Linked DNA regions of Mus musculus: region 2 is linked to region 1. A link is a contact called in public Hi-C data. All regions are on one chromosome and are shown on one strand. Each heading gives the region's core, a stretch centred on a gene start, on an enhancer-like site or on the middle of the called end of the contact. The rest is flanking DNA. Distances are from core to core; before and after follow the strand shown.

Evidence for each region. A called contact is a pair of places that touch in the nucleus more often than the background predicts.
Region 2: a contact with region 1 is called in a Hi-C map of embryonic fibroblasts, with 2.1 times the contacts expected there. The contact joins the enhancer-like site here to the promoter of 4930592A05Rik in region 1. A contact is called at or near these places in 2 of 484 Hi-C or Micro-C datasets (the C2C12 cell line and embryonic fibroblasts) and 1 of 115 datasets of contacts at active chromatin or transcription factors (fibro-adipogenic progenitors).

Annotation. Positions count from the first base shown.
Region 1 is chr15:33,652,090-33,654,789 of GRCm38.p6, forward strand. It overlaps 4930592A05Rik (RIKEN cDNA 4930592A05 gene), which reads right to left and starts at 1,347. Exons shown (of 6, transcript NR_045070.1): 1 at 1,204-1,347.
Region 2 is chr15:33,905,981-33,908,680 of GRCm38.p6, forward strand. No RefSeq gene overlaps it. Among named protein-coding and RNA genes, the nearest start is that of Gm41290, 130 kb to the right of the region's middle. Within about 2 kb of position 1,346, at least 67 of the 459 cell types and tissues checked have an H3K27ac peak or open chromatin away from gene starts, as enhancers often do. A contact at or near this core is called in the C2C12 cell line, embryonic fibroblasts and fibro-adipogenic progenitors, where this site is marked.

The DNA of each region.
Region 1 (2,700 bases), core at 97-2,596:
TATGAGGCAAAATTCACCCTACCAGCTATTCCTCTAACCACAGCTGTTGCTCATGAGAATCTCAAGTGTGTGCGAAGGGCATACAATAGAAAGATGGATGCAAAACTTCTCCAGGAATGTATGAAAATCACTTGTCAGCCAAGCCCACATTGGAAGTGAGGGAAATTGGCTCTAGTCACTGTCTGCCATCTTGAACTCTGTGGTAATTTATTTAAAATTTTCTCCTTTTAAAAATATTTTAGAGTAGGGATAAGAAAAAGTAATAGGACACAGAGTGAAAAGGATTCACGCACATAGAAGTCATTTTTGGAGCCAAAATCAAGACATAAATGAGATGCTTTATCTTATATTCAGGGCAGGAGAGGGTACTGTGTGCATCAGCAGGCCTTAGCAGGAGACATGGAAAAGACCTGGCAGATTACAGGACCTGTGCCTCAGTGTGGGGCAGCTGATAACCCAGAGGAGTCCTTATCAACTCCTCCTCTGGTGCCCCTTGTCAGTGGCTTCCACCTCAACTCACTTGCCAATCCCATTTACCAGCTGTCTTCCCTACTAGATCATGAAGCATCTATGAAGCTATATCCAGATACATTGTGGTCCCAAAACATAGCAAAATATATCCACAATAAGTTACTATTGAATGGGTGAATATCTAAGATCTTAATGTCATTGAAATATTCCCTAAATCCTCAACTAGGGTTCAACCTCATCATGTTTTATGTCATTTGCCTTAAATTCCAACACTCCCTTCCTCTCATACACCTATACATGAAAGTGGATCACCATCTGGGGTTGTTGCATCTCTTATGACAAAAAAGGTCCTTGTGCCTTTAGTAAACTTAGAACCACTGCTTTCTTCTCTGGGCAAGGAAGAAGACAGGTTTCTCTAAGAAATGGACAAGTCACTTTACTCCTCCATAAACTAGACACACTCTGCTTATGTGGTGATGACAAATGCTACCCATGAAATCAGAGCAACCCCAATTTCAAGCTCAAGTGGTTGTATTTCTCATGATGCCAGATTTTTCTGGAACACTTCTCTAGTGACTTGGAAAATCCCCTCCTTGTTATATAACAAGCCATTTATGCAATGTATGACTTCTGATTTTCTAGGCTAACTGAATTCAGATGGGTGTTTCCTCCTTGGAGTTTCCATAGACCTCCTATGTCACCTGGGATAGCACAAATTCAAACTTTACTGACTGGGTCAAAACAGCTCATCAAATAGCTGGCAACTGGTCCTGGCTGTGGGCTGTAAATTCAGGTGAACCGTCTGAATATGTCTTCTCTATGTGACTTAGACTTCTTAGAACATGGTACCAGTCCCAAGAGGGAACACTCTGAAGTGAGCATTCCAGAAGATCTAGGCACAATATGCAACATTCTTTATGATATAACCTCAGTGGAACATTATTCCACCAAAATTCTTAGAAGAGTGATTCACTATGGCCAGCTTAGAGTCTGAGGGAAGAATTAGATCCTATCTTCAATAGTAGGAGAGTCTCTATGGGCTTTTATTAAAAATTATAAGTCTTGCTGAGGCAATAGCATCATAATATAGAATTTGCCTAGCATATGTCAAGTTTCATATCTGTAGCTCAACTCATAATAACACAGAAACACATATAGACACACGCACACACACACTTAGCTTTATATGCCTGGTGACTCATTAATGTGATCCTTCTTTCAAGGTCATCTTGCTGTCTCTTATAAAAATATGAGTATATAAAAGTCCAAATCTACCATTCACCTCAGGTTTATATCCATAACCTATCTGTTAACTATGTAGTAGTGTTAGGACATGCAAATGCCAACATCAACTGGGCTCTATAAAGTAGCCATCCATAGGGTATGCAGATAGAGAATACTGTGTCTCTCTAGACTTCTCTAAGAATAATGAGTCACCAGAAGCAAAGAGGACCACAGTGAACAACTGCTTTCTCCCAATCTGAAAATGTAGCTCTAGGAAAAGTTTATCATTCTCACAAGAAAATATTCCTTCATCAAAGCCTATACCATAATACTTCTGGTAAGATAAAGCAATTTCTACTTCTCCATCCTGTAAAAGGCTCCTCCGTTCTGGTCCCACCTTATTTTACCTCTAACTCAAGAGACTGAGTTCTGTGATTAACTTCATGCTTTCTCTGCCACAGTATTTGGAACTTTTTTTTTTAACTGCTGGAAAGACTTGATGGCCAGGAATTCAGAATAACCTTGAGAAGCTGAAACTCTGGGCTAATCACAGTCAGAAAAACAATCCCAGCTCAGCTTTATGAGTGTGAAAGTGTTTGCAATGAGGAACAAGTGGTAGATAACAGACTGAATACTTTCTGGCTTAGCTCCAGTTGTTACAACAAAGAGTCATTGACAAAGTTGACTTATCAACAATGGAAACTTATCTTTCATGGTTTTGAAGGCTGTGGGTCTAAGCTCAGAAGTGGTTTTCTGCAGCCCTGAGACAGGACTGCATGAGTAAAAAGAACAGAATTCTCATTAAATTGTAGGCCAATTCTTTCTTTTTTATACATTAGGCATCCTCTAATCTCTGTCTTAATCAAGTACAAGTTTAAATTAGCTGGTGAAATTTTACTTCTAAAGCAAATACGGGCTCTACCAGCAATTACCCTGTAACCACCTCTGGTTTTGCTTCACCATATGGGGAGAGGGGAAAGAAGTCCCACATTTCTGAACACCCAC
Region 2 (2,700 bases), core at 96-2,595, 250 kb after region 1:
TGGAGCCATAAGTCCCTCTTTGGTTAGTGGATTCGTCCCTGGGAGCTGTGCGGGAACTGGCTAATTCATATTGTTGTTCCTTCTATGGGGCTGCAAACCCCTTCAGCTCCTTGGGTCCTTTCTCTAGCTCCTTCACTGGGGATCCTGTGCTCAGTCCAATGGATGGCTGTGAGCATCCACCTCTGTATGTGTGAGGCACTAGCAGAGCCTCTCAGGAGACACCTATATCAGGCTTCTGTCAGCAAGCACTTGTTGGCATCCACAACAGTGTCTGGGTTTGGTGACTGTAAATGGGATGGATCCCCAGGTAAGTCAGTCTTTAGATGGTCATTTCTTCAGTCTCCACTCAATACTTTGTCTCTGTAACTTCTTTCATGGGTGTTTTGTTCCCTGCTTCTAAGATGAATAGAAGTATCCACACTATGTTCTTCCTTCTTCTTGAGTTTCATGTGGTTTGTGAATTGTATCTTGGGTATTCTGAGCTTCTGGGCTTCTGGGCTTCTGGGCTAATATATCCACTTATCAGAGCTGTCTCTGACTCTTTTGCATGCTTTGGGCCCTTTTTGTCCTACTGGGTTGCCTTGTCCAGCCTTAATACATGGGGAGAGTCTAGTCTTACCGAAACTTAACATGACATATTTAGTTGCAATCCATAAGAGGCTTGCCCTTTTCTGAAGAGAAATGGAAAAGGAGTGGATGAAGGTAGGCAGAAGGGAGGTGACATGGATGAACTAAGAGAAGAGGGGGGAACTGTGGTGTGTGTGTGTGTGTGTGTGAACAACAATGACAAATGAAAAACCCTTGGAACAGTCCATACAAAACAAGGCACCCTGGGAGTTAGGGGGTGGATAACTCAACTAGTGGCAGAGAACAGGAAAGGGGAGAAGGTTAGAAGAGCATGTAGGAGAGAAAAAACAGCAAGTAAGAAGCAGGCTGAATCAGTAAACCACGGTCAGTTCCGTGAACAGCTGTGGGTGTGGTATGGGTTTTACATTTTTCTTTAATGATTTTTCCTTGCATTCAGCTTTCAGTATTATGTTTTCTTCCTCTACTGAGCTCAGACTTTCCATAACACACTAGTCAGTTGCATAACGTTCTTTAAAAGATTAATAATATAAATGTCCATTCTCCTTTTCAGTATTTTTGATCCCCCTGAAAGAGGGTGTCCAGCTGCAGGGAGTCCTTCATCTTTGATGCTCAGCTCTGACTCACTCCTGAGTCAGGCTCAGGCCCCACAACCTTTCCCTTGGGATTCAGAAACCAAGAAATAATCAGCTGGTAACCCAGGAGCCAACAGCAGCTGTGAGGTGGAGAGCCACATCTCCCACTCCGTGGGCTGCTTTTAGGTTAGTCATCCAGCTCAGATGCTTTGAAGGAGACATGAGAAGAATGCTGCTAATAAGAGAGGCAGGAAGTGAGGCACGGTGAGAATCCCACAGGCTTAGTTTGTTATCCTGGGAAGAGCTCACATGCCTGGAGATGGTGACTGTGCAAGCCACAGGGACAACTTAACATTCTTTAGTCTTTGGGTCAAACTGATTGCCATTTAACAGATATTTACAAAATTAGGATTAAATTCTCTACCTCATCTTCTGCTAAAAGTCAACCAGAATGCTCTAATATCAGTAACAAGAACCTAAACTCTCTCCACACATCCTATTTTCATTTACAGCCTTATGGACATCTATATTTTATTAAATGCCTCACATTCATCTTTGCATTGTGCCTTTGGTGAGTTTGTACTAGAGATATCTTCCTGTTCACCTCATCTATTCTTTTATCTAAGTTTACTCATCCATCAATATCCAATTCACACTTACCTTATTTTGTTCATCTAGTAGATGCTGATTAAGTACCAATTATAAAGAACACTGTCTAACTTTCAACCATGTCCTTAGGGCAAAGAAATGTCAGTTGTTAAATACAACCCTCAACTTTCTTTCACAAAAAAATCTCTTTGTTCTCCCAACTATAGTCTATTCCTGGGTACCAATATGTTCTAATTAAAGCCAAAATGATTTCCAGTATAATAAAGAATTTGGATGAAGCTCATCCCAATCCTAGAAGCAACCTATAGACTCTAAATTTCACAAGCAACAGTAGTGACTTTGTTACTTGGGATAGGCTCCAGGATTGTAGTTTGTAGCAGTAAAGAAACCCATGTGAGTGCTTCTATACCTTTGATGACAAGGTATTTTGGAACTGGGAATAGCCAGATGAAAGGTCATCACCTCAGTAGGGATTCGGTGTCCAGGTCTGAAGAGAGGAATGGTTAAATATTCAGTTCAGTCAGGAGTTGATCCTGTGCAACAGCATCCAGATCTGATCCTGTGCCACAGTACTACATACCCAAATACCACTGGAAAAGAGCTGGCCTCCCAAGAGTGTGGACATGCCTATGAACACAGGTAAGACCATCACTTCTGCTCTGACAGACCCGTCGGGTAGCCTTCAGGACATAGGAACCAAGGAGCAGCCTGGGACAGGATAGTTCCAGTTCCTGTCTATGGCCAGAACTGACCCTGTGCCACAGCTCTTCATATACAAATTCTTCCCAGAGAGAACTGGTCTCCTAAAAGTACAGATACAACATACAGGCTTGCAGGAGAAACAAGTCACAGTCAGAGACAGCAAGACCAGCTAGCACCAGAGATAACCAGATGGTGACAGGCAAGGACAAGAACATAAGCAACAGAAACC